Linked DNA regions of Arachis hypogaea: region 2 is linked to region 1. The links are chromatin contacts, called in public Hi-C maps. All regions are on one chromosome and are shown on one strand. The core of a region is the stretch at or near the end of the contact, and the rest is flanking DNA. Distances in the headings are between cores, read along the strand shown. Region 1 holds the start of LOC112715426 (peroxisomal nicotinamide adenine dinucleotide carrier). Region 2 holds the start of LOC112715430 (protein phosphatase 1 regulatory inhibitor subunit PPP1R7 homolog).

What was found. Hi-C and Micro-C count contacts between places; a contact is called where the count stands out from the background.
Region 2: a Hi-C map of leaf shows a contact between it and region 1, with 3 times the contacts expected there. The contact joins the promoter of LOC112715430 here to the promoter of LOC112715426 in region 1. A contact is called at or near these places in 2 of 8 Hi-C or Micro-C datasets (leaf and an unstated tissue).

What each region holds. Positions count from the first base shown.
Region 1 is chr10:26,781,773-26,789,692 of arahy.Tifrunner.gnm2.J5K5, forward strand. It overlaps LOC112715426 (peroxisomal nicotinamide adenine dinucleotide carrier), which reads left to right and starts at 3,000. Exons shown (of 11, transcript XM_025767193.3): 1 at 3,000-3,530; 2 at 3,638-3,715; 3 at 3,846-3,920; 4 at 4,795-4,925; 5 at 5,146-5,200; 6 at 5,332-5,448; 7 at 5,851-5,916; 8 at 5,987-6,094; 9 at 6,222-6,290; 10 at 6,854-6,908; 11 at 7,659-7,920. The coding sequence starts at 3,450. The coding sequence ends at 7,849.
Region 2 is chr10:27,004,590-27,012,509 of arahy.Tifrunner.gnm2.J5K5, forward strand. It overlaps LOC112715430 (protein phosphatase 1 regulatory inhibitor subunit PPP1R7 homolog), which reads left to right and starts at 3,693. Exons shown (of 7, transcript XR_003159681.2): 1 at 3,693-4,342; 2 at 4,470-4,700; 3 at 4,788-4,934; 4 at 5,067-5,209; 5 at 5,305-5,419; 6 at 6,606-6,753; 7 at 6,846-7,151. It overlaps LOC112715429 (pentatricopeptide repeat-containing protein At1g77170, mitochondrial-like), which reads right to left and starts at 1,460. Exons shown (of 1, transcript XM_025767195.3): 1 at 1-1,460. The coding sequence starts at 1,306.

The DNA.
Region 1 (7,920 bases), core at 1,750-4,249:
TAGCTTGCTTCATACCAACAATCTCCGTGGGATCGACCCTTACTCATGTAAGGTTTATTACTTGGATGACCCAGTGCACTTGCTGGTTAGTTGTGCGAAGTTGTGAAGAAAGTGTTGAGCTATAAACGCGCATACCAAGTTGAATGCCATTATTAGAGATCACAATTTCGTGCACCAATAATCTTTTGAACTTCCAGTTCACATTGCCCTGATCGAGGATCTAAATGCATCAACGATGATGCATTCCAGTTAAGCTCCTTTTCAGGAAGCTTATTCTCTCCCTCTAATGTTGGAAATTTTGATTCATCAAAATGACAATCCGCAAACCGGGCTTTAAATATATCTCCAGTTTGTATCTCAAGATACCTCACTATAGAGGGAAAATCATATCGAACATATATCCCCAATTTTCTTTGGGGTGCCATTTTGGTGCGATTAGGTGGTGCAATGGGAACATATATCGCACACCCAAATATTCTTAAATGGGAAACATTTGGCTGGTGGCCAAAAGCTAATTGCATAGGAGAGAAGTGATGGTAACTCGTTGGTCTCAAATGAATAAGTGCTGCGGCATGTAAAATAGCATGCCCCCAAACTGAGGTTGGGAATTTGATCTCATAAGCAAGGGTCTAGCAATTAATTGGAGGCGTTTAATAAGCAATTCTGCTAACTCATTTTGTGCGTGAACATAAGCTACTAGATTTTAAACACTTATTCCATTAGCCATACAATAAGCATCAAAAGGTTGGGAAGTAAATTCACCAGCATTATCAAGACAAATTGCTTTGATTGGATTTTCTAGAAATTGTGCTTTTAATCGAATAATTTGAGCCAGTAATCTCGCAAACGCCAGGTTGCGAGAGGACAATAAGCACACATGTGACCATCTCGAAGATGCGTCTATTAGGACCATAAAATATCTAAAAGATCCACATGGTGGATGAATAGGTCCACATATATCACCTTGAATCCTTTCTAGAAATTCAGGAGACTCAAATCCAATCTTTACTGGAGATGGCCTTAAAATTAACTTTCCCTGAGAACATGCAGCACAACAAAATTCACTAGTTTTAAGAAGCTTCTGGTTCTTTAGTGAATGTCCATGGGAGTTTTCAATAATTCTCTTCATCATGGTTGTTCTCGGATGACCCAATCTATCATGCTAAGTTATGAATTCATTTGGGCTAGTAAACTTCTGGTTTACGATGGCATGTGATTCTACTGCACTAATCTTGGTATAGTATAACCCAGAAGAAAGTGAGGATAATTTTTCTAATATAACCTTTTCATTTGAATCATGAGTTGTGGTACATAAGTACTCATGACTTTCCTCATTCATAGTCTCAATATGATATCCATTTCGGCGAATATCTTTAAAGCTCAACAAGTTTCTTCGAGACTTAGTAGACAATAGTGCATTATTTATTATGAATTTTGTTCCTCCAGGAAACAAAATTATAGCTCTTCCGGAGCCTTCTATCACATTGTCCGAGCCAATAATAGTATTAACATATTCTTCTTTTGGCACAAGATGGGTAAAATATATATCACTTTTAAGAATAGTGTGCGAACTTGCACTATCCGCAAGGCAAATATCTTCAGAATATGTCCTTGTCATTTTTCTTCAAAAACAAATGATAATTATAAAATGAGTAGAAGTACATGCACAGTCAAATTATTCACATGAATACTTAACAAACACATACACATATCAAACTATTCCATCATTGATCAAATAGCCAATATTACCTTCAGAATCCTTAAAGAAATTAGATACATCATAATGAGTGGTGGAATTTTCATCATTTGAAACAAAATTTGTTTCCTTTTCTTTGTCATCCCTTTTCAAGGATGCTTAATAAGGATTAACTAGGTGCCTTGGAGTACGACAGGTACGTGACCAATGGCCCTTTCCACCACAACGGAAGCATTTATCCTCAATTGATATACTTTGCCCATTATTTCTTTCTTTATCCCACTTCTAGTGAGATCTTTCTTGTGAACATAATTTCTTTTCCTTCCATAATTTTTCTTGTTATCAAAATCTTGTTATTTACCTCTTCTGGGGTTAATTGCCGCATTTACTTCAGGAAATGGGGCGGCGCCAACTGGGCGCGCTTCATGATTCCTTAAAAGTAACTCATTGTTGCGTTCAGCAACAAGAAAGTAAGAAATTAACTCAGAATATTTTTGAATTTTTTTCTTGATACTGCTGCTGCAGGAGCACATTCGAGACATGGAAGGTCAAAAAAGTTTTCTCTAACATATCAGGTTTGAGGAAGTATCACATGATTGTACATTTCTTCAAAGTCTTTCCACAGATCTGCAAGATCTTTTAATGTGGGATATTTATTTTTCAATCATTCGTCAAGATGACGATGAAGGAAAATCATGGCCTTGACTTTTATCCTTCTGGGATGTATTATTTTCAACCTCAATGGTATCTTCAAGATCCATTGAATCAAGATGGATTTTAACATCTATATCCATGATAAATAATTATTTCTAAATATATCAAGAGCATTATATTTAAAATGAAAGAGTTTTAACATAATAAAAATTTGTTACCTGGAGTCTTCCTAAAATTTGATCAGAGTCTCGTGCTGATAACGTGTTGTAGAATAACTAAATAAATAAATAAGGAAGAGGTAACAAATATAAAATATGAAATATAACTTGATAACTCTAATAGTAATATTCACTATAATTACTATATCAATATAGTAGATATAATTAATATATTTAATAATATTAAAATATTTAAGAGAATAGTACGAAAGAGAAAGAATATTACGAGAGAGAGAAGCTATTGTTTTTATTATTGTTGTACCTCATATGCTTCCGACCCTCCTTCTATTTATACTTGTACAAAGGATTCTTTTTCAAAGTTTCATAAAGCTTAGTCTTTCTTGAGAAATTAAAATTCTCTATTAGAAAAGTTAGCCGTCCAACATTGTGAAGAAAGTCACAATATATTAAATGGGCATCCATTCATATATATCACAACACATTTCAATATTTTTGTTAAATAAATTTTATTTGTATGAGGTCATGATTGAATTTATTTTTTTTAAAGGCTAAAATTAATACCAGCCTTAGTTTGTATTTTTTTTAATAAATGAGTTGCGAAAGTGCACTTGGCAGTTGAGCACCCCTTATAGCTTGTTTCCTTAACGGTTAACAACGTCAACGTTATTTGCTTTTTCCCAAACACAACAACCAAAACGAAAGCTTCGTCACAAAATTCCGAAAGTCGTGCTTCCATGCCTTTATTCCATTCCATTCTCTTGATCCATATTGAAAATAAATAATTACTATACTAATTACTATACACTCTCTATTACTAAATCTTAATTTCTTTTTCTGCTTAGTTACCAGTTGCCATGCTTTCCTGAGAAATATTTTCATTTTCCCGAGAAAATAAATAATAACAGAAAAGAAGAAAAGAAATGTCGGACGCTTTGATCAATGGATTGGCCGGAGCTGGGGGAGGGATCATTTCTCAGCTCATAACATACCCTCTTCTAACTGTAAGAATTTGGTTTCAAAATCCGATCCTCTCGTGAAAATAGTGGGTTTTCTCTTAAGACGTGAAAGATTTGAGTTTTATAATTATTTTTTCTGGTGTGATCTGCAGTTAAACACTCGCCAACAAACCGACCGTGATGTAAAGAAAATCAAGAGTAAAGTTGGAACCCTCGACCAAATGTGCCAGGTCCTTTTTTCTGTCTTTATTTCAGCTTGAATCATAATGCCATAGTGTAATTTTTTTTTGGCTAAATAATTTATTTTATGAAAGGAAGAAAGCGAGGTTTGTGATTGTTGGGAAAAAAATACTGATATAGGTTGTGAAGGAAGAAGGGTGGGAACGATTGTATGGAGGGTTGATACCATCACTAGTTGGTACTGCTGCATCTCAGGTGAGCTTATTTCAGCTTACTATGTTTGGAGATTTTTTATTTTTTGTATCAGACACCTCTTCTTGTGTAATTGTAACTGTTGTTGATGTTGCTGCAAGTTTTTCTAAGGTGATCTCACACTCCCTCTAATGGTCGAGAGGTGTGTCAGTTCGGCATACAAGAAAAAATGAGTTTATAAAACATTGCTGCTATTTGTTTACTTTGTTGATCAATATTGATATTTCCTAATTTCTAAACAAAGAATTTTTTTTTAATTTACAAGTTAGGAAGGAGATTAGGATGATGTTTCGGAAATGTATATCACACTATTTGTTGATATATTTCATTTTTGTGATAATGAATGGGAAAATTAGATTGAAAATAAACTCCAAAGTGATCTTGGAGATTGACCGCTTACACTAAAATAGTCTTTGATATCCCAATTACATTAATTACGTCCCAAAAATAGGCAAAAATGTACTATACTAGTCCTTAATAGCATGATGAGTCACTTATAGGAAAGGGCCGAAGGACTAATATGGTGTAATTTTGCCAATCTCGAATAAGTAGAAGTTTTGCTTGGTGAATAGTGTGTTAAAATGTTTATCTCATAGAAGGCCAACAGGGTAGCCTATAATGATCATCTTCCAATTTTTCTTCTTATGTTAGTGGTAAAAGATTATCCTTTGACACTTTATTAAGATGGATAAGGAAACTTTAGAGACTTATTTAATATAACTATTGACATACTTTACTTATTTGTTTGATTCAGAATGAACTATGGAAGTTTTCCAACTAGCCATGATTGCTGCATCATGTATTTTTATAGCAACATGTTCAATGTTTTTCTTTGAATTTCATATTGGTTTAGTTTCTCACAAATTTTATGGTACAGGGTGTTTATTATTATTTCTATCAAATATTCAGGAACAGAGCCGAAGAAGCTGCACTAACACAAAAAAAGATTGGCATCAGTGATGGATCAGTTGGAATGCTATCCTCTCTTTTTATTGCTGCTTTATCTGGGTACTTTTCTTCTGCCCAGAAAAGAACCCCTATGGTTATAGTTTGTTTTTGCCCCAGCAAATTTAAGTGCATGAGTAATGGTTCTACTTTATTTTCTTATAATTCAATCATATGCTTTGTGAAGTGTTGTCGATTTGACCTTCCAACATCATGTTAGTGAAAATCAATGATTAGATAATGTGATCTCAATGACTTAATTCTTTTATTTTATTTTTGGTAGGTCTCTTAATGTGCTTTTGACGAATCCTATATGGGTTGTTGTCACCCGTATGCAGGTAATTTAGTTACATGATAACATTGTTTTAAAGAGAAGGAATCATGGAAAGAAATGATTTCTTACATTGAACTTGATTATTACTGTTTTTGTCTTTTCAATTTTTGTGGAAAACCACTTTTTACTATGCAGACACAAAGAAAAGAGTCAAATAAGAAAGATCCTGACATGGGATTGTTAATTGTTGGTGGTGAAGAAAGCGTTCCTCTTCCTGCAGATAAGCCTCTTCCATATGACACTAAACATGTGGTAGGTAAATTCTTTGTCAGTGATCTCTTTGTGATATTCGAACACATAGACCGAGACCATTGTGATTATTATTGATTTGTTAAGTATATCATCACCCTTGAAAGATTAACTTTGTTGGAAAAAAGACCATTCAAACATTAATAATGATCATCCGACACTTGAAGGGTTAATATGTTTTGTTTTAGTTTTGACTAAACACCATCATATGTCAACGTGTAATATACCATAGTTACATGTTTCACCAATTAGATGACGTGTCACGTACTAATTTATACGTACCAATTTACAATTTATCTGCGTATGAGAACATCATAAGTATATTTTTTATATAAATATTTTATATGTGGTGTACCGCGTATCGATTCCCATACCATAACGCAACGTACTAATATGTGTTTGCAGATACAAGTCTATGAAGAAGGTGGAATCCTTGGTTTCTGGAATGGTGTGTTACCATCATTGATCATGGTACGTTCGAAAATAAATTCTTTCATTATCATCACATGAACTATTATTGATTGTTTTTCACTAATTGCAGGTATGCAACCCTTCCATTCAGTTCATGCTGTATGAAACCATGTTATTAAAGATGAAAAGAAGACCTTATGGGAATAAGAAGGGTAGAAATGGGGTAACTGCATTTGAGGTATTATTCTCATTTTGCTTCTCTAGGTATATCACTTCCAACTGATATCATATTCACACCTTCCTTCCCTTATTTGCTTTTGATTGTTTACAACATTTGTCAGACTAAGATTCCCTTATGGCACTAGATATTTCTTCTTGGAGCTTTGGCTAAGCTTGGAGCTACTGTTGTAACTTATCCTCTTCTAGTTCTCAAGGTATATTTTATTATCTTTCTCAACATGTTGGTTTGAATTGGCTAAATATGATCCTTAAAAAAGAATGCAGCCTCTAATTGTCTGAGTTAAGTCTTGATTTAATCTCTAATATCTTAAATGTCATACTCTTGTCCTAAATATTTATGTCGTCCTATTTTTGTCTTCTAGACAATATTAAAATTTTTTCTTCTAAGATACTTTTTTTTTGTCTTTTTTATTTTCAAATTACTAGAACCATTGCTACAACTACTATAATTATGATTGTGTTCATTACCAAAAAGAAGATGATAATCAAAGAAATGATATGTTAAAAGAAAAATTTTTAATTTTGACCAAAGCGCTAAAATAGGATGAGATAAGACGTATATGACAAAAATAAGATGTTTCCAATACAAGGAACGAAATTAAGACGTAGTTCAAATATTAAGAACTAAAACAGTAATCTGCTGAAGTATCTTTGCTTGGGCCGTGTGATGGGTTGAGTTGTGTTTTGGTTCCACCATTATTCAAGATAAGTAAGGAATGCTTTTTTCGTTTCTATTCCCACTTGTATGTTCTTACAGTCAAGGCTTCAAGCTAAACAGGATAAAACAGGGGACAACAGGCACCATTATACAGGTGTGAGTTATGCCAATCTTCTGTTATAAATGCATGCCATAATCCAATTCTGTGTTAGGTTTCTTGTCCTGTGATCTTGTTTTGTCAATGAAGACACGACAGTATTAAGATCAACGGAGACATAGCCCCAACGTTAATGCTTTTAGTTCCTATAGAAAAAATTTGGTCCCCCAATGTTGTAAGGAAACAACATCTAGTAATACCCCAAACTTTTAATCATCAAATTAGTCCCAAACTTTAATTTCGTCAGATTGTTCACCTATATGAAAGGACTAATCCGAAAATGTTAAAAATTATTAGGGACTGGTATGTCTTTATTAAATAACGATAGGAACTGAGCTATCAAACTTCTTATCAAAGTTTGACATGAGAATTGATATGTCTAACCAGGAGGGGAACTAGATAAATATTAGAAATGGACTAAAAATATTTACACAATAAAATAAGATTAAAATAAAATTTTAAAGGGGACTAAACTGATATTTACATATAATTTACATGTAAAAAATTAAAATTACGGGGGTCATTGCCCCCTTCCTCACTATGTGGCTCCGCCCCTGTGTCTAACAACATAAAAGGTTAGAGATTGATTTAGTGAATAAAATTTGTCAAGGATTAAATTGTTCGACTAAAAATTCTTTGAAGACTAATTTGGGATATTACTTAACCAAATCTCTAGTATTCATAAGGAGTAGATATGTATAAAATATTTGCTTTCCTCCCTGAAGTTGCATAATCTTTGAAATTCAGGCACATGGGATGCAATTGTTAAGATGATAAACTATGAAGGGATCTATGGATTCTACAAAGGCATGGGCACTAAAATTGTACAAAGTGTTCTAGCTGCTGCTGTTTTGTTCATGATGAAGGAAGAACTCGTTAAGGGCGTTCAATCCTTTCTAGCTAAAGATGGATCTAACGCTGTAAAGCGAAAACAATGATGATCCATCAAGAGTGAGAACTCTGAGTGAAGACCATTAGCATCATTAGAACTTCTCACTAGGATTAAAAA
Region 2 (7,920 bases), core at 2,443-4,942, 220 kb after region 1:
TTCCTTCTTTCATGAAAGATCTTATTCTCTCCACCTCCTTCCACAATCCGTGATTTGCATAGATATTGCACAATACCACATAAGCACCATCATTCCAAGGTTCCAATTCTTGCAAATGCTTAGCTACCCATTCTGCCATATCCACGTTCCCATGTTTTTCACATGCACCCATCAAACACCCCCATACTATAGAATTTGGCTTCATAGGCATCTCCTCCACCATTTTTCTAGCCTCATCAAGCAATCCTGCTCGACCCAACAGGTCTACCATGCATCCATAGTGTTGCATTTGGGGTGTTATTCCATAAACATTCTTCATCATATCAAAATAGTATCTTCCCTCTTGAACTGTCCCACCATGCACGCAAGCACTGAGTACTCCAATAAAAGTCACATAATTCGGATTTACTCCTGCCTTTATCATACACCAGAAGCAATCTAGTGCTTCCTTAACATGTCCATGCATCCCATATCCTACAATCATGGATGTCCATGACGAAACATTTCGATCCTCCATTGATGCAAAAATTCTATATGCCAAGTCCATCCGGCCGCACTTTCCATACATGTCAATCAGCGAATTCAACAACAAAATATCCGTCTTCTCCGAATCCTTAGCCTGTAAAACACATTTGTGCAGCTGGATTGCCAAATTCAAGTCACCAATGCTCCCACAAGCTGATGTCAAGCTAACCATGGTGACACCGTCTGGCACAAACCCATGTCTCCTCATATTGATAAACATGTCTATTGCATCCTGGGCAAGCCCAGCCTGCGAAAGGCCACCTATTATGGCATTCCAAGAACCAAGCTTCGGTTGAGGATTTTCATCAAACACCTTACGTGCACTTCCAAATTCACCAGCTTTACAATACAAACCCAAGAACCCTGTTTCACAATACTCGTTGGATTGCAAACCAAGCTTCACGGCAACAGAATGCAGCTGCTTTCCAAGCTCAACAGCAAAACACTGACACACAGCCTTAAGAACAATGGGCATGGTATAATGATCGGGCAAAACCCCTGCTCGAAGCATTGCAACATGGATGTGAAGTGCCTTGCGTGGAGCATCTAATCTAACATAGGCCCTGATGACATTGTTCCAATTAAAAGGTGCAGGATTTGATTCGAGAAAGTGGGTTGTTAATACATGGGCATATAGTTGGTTCAGTTGACGTATCCCACTACAATTAGACAGCTGGGTAGCTACCAATGCTACAACATCGTTTTCGTGTTTTGTTGTTGCAGAAAAACAACGAGAAATGAAAGCAAAAATGGAACCTTTGAGATGGAACAACCTTGGCATTACAGCATTAGCCAAGTTTGAATCCAAATCATAAGATATGTAGTTTTGTATAGTTTTGTTTTTCCTCTGTAAACTGTGGTGCACAAACCTCAGGCTTCTTACACAGTTCCGAAGCTCTTCCGCCTTCCAGTAGTAAAAGGGTCAAATGAATGGCATAGTTACAGCGGCCTTGTGGCAACCACAAAATAAGAAAAATAAGTTAGGTCCATATCTTAAAACTTTTTTATTTTGTTTTAAATAAATTACTATATAATTTTAAGTTTTTAACCATCTTTTTATTAAATTTTTCACTGAAATAAAATAAAAAATATAATTATTTTTTAAAATTTATTTTTTTAACTTTAATTTTTTAAATACGATTTTTTTTATTTAAAACAAATTCGTCGGTAAGGCGAACTCTATAAAAGATATAAAATTTGTCGGGAGTATGGCAAACTCGCTCTAACTTCAAATAAAAAAATTGTATTTAAAAATTAAAATAAAAAAATAATTATTTTTTATTTTATTTTAGAGAAAAATTATCTCTTTATTTGATATTTATATAAATAAAAATATCATATATTTATATAATTTTAGAATAATTATTTAGAATAAAAAAAATTAACAAGAAAGACAATTTTATATATATATATAAAATAAAACTTTACATTTAAGTCATAATTCTAATGAAATTCAACTAAGTATTTTAAATTCATACGTGCACATTTTAGTTTAAATTCACGTACGTAGATTCTTCTTTTTTGTGTCTTCTTTTTTTTTTCTTTTTCGTTATCGTTCTCTTTCGTTATCGTTATCAGCAACAACACTAATATTTTTGCTAACATCTTTATTGGTTCTTATTTTCTCTAGTGCCATTATTATATAATTTCGGTTCATTTCTTAGTTTATTTGAGGTTCATTTGAATTCAGAAATAAATTCAACATATTTTTGTTGATGATTGAATTTTTTTTAATGTTTTGTTCAAATCTAAACTAATTTTGGTTCATTTGTAAATTAATTGAGGTTCACTTGATGCTGCTATTAACTATTAACCAAATTTTTTATTCCTTAAGAAATTTCAATTCATTTCTTAGTTTAATTTAGGTTCACTTGGTTTCATTTTATTTGAATTTGCTAAACTTATTCATACGTAGTTGTTTAGTTAGTTTTTGTTCAAATATAAACTAATTTCGGTTTATTTATAAATTAATTGAGGTTCACTTGATGTTGTTGTTAAGTATTGATCAAATTTTTTGTTCTTTAAGAAATTTCGATTCATTTCTTAGTTTAATTTAAGTTAATTTGGTTTCGTTTCACTTGAATTTGCTGAACTTGTTCATGTGTAGTTGTTTAGTTAGTTTTTGTTTAAATCTAAACTAATTTCAGTTCATTTGTGAATTAACTAAGGTTCACTTGATGCTGCTGTTAAATATTGACCAAATTTTTTATTCCTTAAGAAATTTCAATTCATTTCTTAGTTTAATTTAGGTTCATTTGGTTTCGTTTCATTTGAATTTGTTGAACTTGTTCATATGTAGTTGTTTAGTTAGTTTTTGTTCAAATCTAAACTAATTTCGGTTTATTTATAAATTAATTGAGGTTCACTTGATGTTGTTGTTAAGTATTGACCATATTTTTTGTTCTTTAAGAAATTTCGATTCATTTCTTAGTTTAATTTAAGTTCATTTGGTTTTGTTTCGCTTGAATTTGCTGAACTTGTTCATGTGTAGTTGTTTAGTTAGTTTTTGTTAAATCTAAACTAATTTTGGTTCATTTGTGAATTAACTGAGGTTCACTTGATGCTGCTATTAAATATTGACCAAATTTTTTATTCCTTAAGAAATTTTAGTTCATTTCTTAGTTTAATTTAGGTTCATTTGGTTTTGTTTTATTTGAATTTCTCCTCCTTATCTTTCGCTTCTTTACTTCTTCTTTTTCATCTTTTTTTAATTTTATTTTCTCAAAATTCTTTTTGATTTACTTTCTTGAGAGGAATAAAACCAAAAAAAGAAACGCGAAAAAGAAAGAGGAGGAACACGAAAAAGAAGGAATAGAAATTCAAAGAAAGAAGAGGAGAAACGCAAAAAATAAGGAGGATGAGGAAAGAAATGCGAAAAGATTTATGTAATTGAAGTGTGTATTCAGACTCCACTAATAAAACTGATTTTTGTTAAATTTATACTAATTTAATTGGATTTATTTATCAAAAAGACTTGAACATGTAAAAGGAGTCCAAAAAATGATAGACAAGCTCATCTATTTTTTGTTTAAATCGCAAGTTATACAAACTAAGTTTAATTAATCAACTTTTAAATGAGTTGTGATTTTATACTCTACTCATTTTTGTTTTAATCGCAAGTTATATTTTTTTTGGTCAAGTAGATTGGATAACACTCAATCTTAGGTACAACATATATCCATACACTCCTCGTATGTTTACCAATTTTTTCTCTTCGATTATAGTTAGTAGAAGTTGAGTCCGAAACCTTTGAGATGAAGAGGGGATGGAATGTGTGTGAGCTACGGCTCATTCAATCGATTTGTGTAAAAGGTATGCTTACTATCGAAAGGCCAGTTTCTGGGCTTGGAAAAAATATTATTGGGCTGGACATAACGGCCGAATACTCTGACTTCCTCTTTTCTGTTCATCAATTAAAAGCAAAACAATGTTCTTGACAAAAAATAATTAAATAAAAAAACAATGTTTTAGTTGAGCGTAAGCTGCAGTAAGAGGGCTGAAAATATTCGTGGCCGAGAAAAGAATGGCGGACGAAACATCGTCGGAGGTGGAAGCATCATCGGCCGGAAGGGATGGGGAGGAAGGGGATCCTTCAGCGACGGTGCTGGATCTCACGAGCTGCCAGATGCACGACCTCGACTCGGTCGAGTTACCCCCTAACCTGACCGAGTTGGACCTCACAGCGAATCGTTTGTCGTCGTTGGACCCTCGCATTGGGAACCTCTCTCATCTCAAGAAGCTCTCTTTTCGTCAGAATCTCATCACAGACGACGCCGTTTTGCCCCTTTCTTCCTGGAACGCTCTCTCCGATCTCCAGGTACTCTCTCTCTCTCTCTCTCTCTCTCTCCCCATTTAGGGTGAAATTGGGCGTCAACTTAACCTAATTGAGTTTGGCGTGTAAATTTACGTGGAATTGGAATAATCGGGTGTGGTGCAATACGTAGGAGCTTGTGCTGCGGGATAATCAATTGAGGAAGATTCCTGATATGAAGATATTTAAGAGCCTTTTGGTTTTCGATGTTTCCTTCAACGAAATCAACTCTCTTCATGGCTTGTCCGCTGTCTCCAACACCCTCAAGGAGCTCTATGTCTCGAAGAATGAAGTTCCTAAGATTGAAGAGATTGATCACTTCCTTGACTTGCAGATTCTTGAACTCGGTTCCAACAAGTTGCGGGTTAGTTAGTTACTTAGTTGGTTCGTGGCATGTACTTGAACTGTGCTGTGATTGATTGATTGATTTTGATTTCGATTTTTGGTTCAGGTGATGGAGAATCTGCAGAACTTGACGAATTTGCAGGAGCTGTGGCTTGGCCGGAATCGGATTAAAGTTGTAAACCTATGTGGTCTCAAATCCATCAAGAAGCTTAGTTTGCAAAGCAATCGCCTCACTTCGATGGCAGGATTCGAGGTATTGCATCAAGCAAAATTTTTTAGTTTAGCGAAGAGTCATTACTCAAACTGAAACTTGTTTATGACACGTTTTCTTTTCCTCATTGTTTTAATTTGAAGTTAATATCTTTGGATCGTGTTTTGGATTTAGGGTTGCGTAACGTTAGAAGAACTATACCTGAGCCATAATGGTATCACAAAAATGGAAGGCTTGTCTTCTCTGGTCAACCTTCGGGTTTTAGATGTATCATCAAATAAGCTAACCTCTGTGGATGACATTCAGAACCTCACAAAGTATGTATATACCTTCATTTTTTACACAATATAATCCTTGGTAGTTGCTAGCCTTATGTTCTTAATTTTATTGCTCCTTTTAATCTACTATACAGATTAGAAGATTTGTGGCTGAATGACAATCAAATAGATTCGCTTGAAGGGATTGCTGGGGCTGTTGCTGGTTCAAAAGAAAAGCTTACCACTCTCTACCTAGAAAATAACCCATGTGTATGGTTTAGTATTTCAGCCTTACAAGTTTTGGTGGAAATTGGGTCTGCCTTTTTTTTTCTGTCACAGTTGTCTTGTCTATACTTTCAACAACTTCGAATTATTTTTTAAAATTTATATTTTTAGAATTTTTATATAGTTATATTTACTCGTATATAAATATAAATTCCTGCAATAAATGAATAACTGTCATTGCTCCTCTCGTTTAAGAATTATGTTTTTCTCTTAAATTTATATTAATTACATATATTGTGTTATAGCATATCATGTCGCTAGAACTGAAAGTGAGTCAAGCTAGCTCGAACTCGACTCGTTAACAGCTCAAGAAGCTGAGCTTGTGGGCCGAGCTTGAGCTTGAATTTGAGCTCATATATTAAATGAGCCGAATTTGAGCTTGGGTAAGCTCAACTCACTGGCTCGATTATATATGCATATAAAGTTATAACTATATATTACTTGTTATAATTATTTATATTAGTACATATATTATGTATTTTATACTTTTAATTTATAATTATAATATATAATTTCAAACATACAACTATAACATTCACGTTTGTTAAATATATGAAGGTGTATTGTTTTTAATGTTTGTCATATCTGAATTGTAATATCTTTATTTATTTTATTGTAGGTCGAATGGATAACAGGTCTAATTAAATTATTTATGATAAAAGAAAGCAACATATTTATATATTAATGTTTTGCTAACAAATTTGTTAGTCATCTTTTATATATGATTTTGATAGAGCACATAAATTATAATTGATAGATATACCATATATATAATTGATAGATTATGAATGAGTCGAGTCGTGAGCCAAGCTTAATTTTTATTAGTCGAGCTTGGCTTGGTCTGACGTGACTCAGCTCGGATCACTTCTAGCCCTACATGTCGGATAGTTTCTGAACATTGTCATATATTCGTATGTCTATGGCATATCCATATCACTTGTCAGTGTCCATGTTTCATAGGTTGCTCTTCTATGTGAATATGGTTTTTCCTTTCCCAATACAATGTATCATCTCTTTACTTTTTCCACACGCACATACTCACATCCCCAGCTCAATTGTAGATTCTGAGTAATGCTTTCCTTATTATCACTATTTATCCTTTTTTCCCCTTCGCAGTTAAATGAACTATATAACTATTTATGTAAGAACTAATCCTTCCGTTGTCATGCAGGCTAAGACACCCAACTATACTGCCATCCTGAGGGAGATCTTCCCCAACATCCAACAAATTGATTCTGAAATATTCTCTTAGAAGTTTTTTGGCTTTAAGCTTTTTCGGAAATTGGTAGCCTTTAAACTTTGTCGCTTCACATTCATTTGTAAGTTATATATATTCAATGAATGGTTAATAGCTGCATTTTAGATTGCAGATTTTGTTGATATCTTTGATGCCTTTCTGTCATGCATGCAGATCCTGGTTTGAAAGATTGATGATTTGGCTGTGTCCACCTGAAGAGCATATGCGTAACAGTCATTGGACAAGTTTATGTGGGATTACTATTGTTTACTACTTACGAGTAAAATGAACATGCTTGTTATATGTTTCTTGTTTTGCGGAACACTCTTGTTTTATCATGTTTATGTAGCAGACAATTTTTTGAGTAACGTTTTCTTTTGCTGTGTTAATGTTATATCGAGCTACCTCACCTTATAAACAGGAGGATGTAATTTAATGATCGTCTTTCAGATTCATTGAAAATTATCCATAGCAAGTAAATATTTGTCTTCTGTAGTATCCATTCAGCATACTAGTATTATATCATATATGCAGACAATTATTACATGTTTAATTTATGCTAGTTAGATTTTGGTTGGCAAATTCTAATTCTTTTAAGGAACTTGGAAGTGTCATCGGCAAAACTCGTAATAGCTTGAATGGTTCTACTGATTCCATTGACGAGATGTTCAACAGGTTGAGGGAAATGCTTGAAGCTGAGACTTGCCGAACCATTGAACGAGAAACTTTTTAAGTCTTCCTCTATCATAGCAGAAACATTAACGAAACTAACAATGGCCCTTTGGCTCTTTCTTGTACTGATGATTATATAATCTCCAAGTACTGATCTTGTTCTTCAAGAAAAGGTTCAATCCTAGTTACTGAAACTTTATGTCATCCTTCTCCATGAGTTCAAAACTCTGTTAAATGGGTCACCGTCCACCTCTCCAAAACCTTCAATTCCATACTGAGGCACTTGTAAGGTCATTTTCCTTAGTATTGCAGATCATATCATCATATCAAAAGAAAATCTTGTCATCATGTGCTTTGAATAACTTTATTTTGGTTCTGAATTGATGCTATGCAGTAAATATATACCATAGCCAGATTTGATATTTTTTATTAACATTCTTTATTCGAGCTCATAAGATTAATCATTTTTAATATAAAATCTCTGTAATGACATTTATTTTTTATAATGAAATTTTGTTGCGGTTGGTTAATTGTTAGTTTGATATATTTGTTAGTTGATTGCTCTTATGTTAAAGAA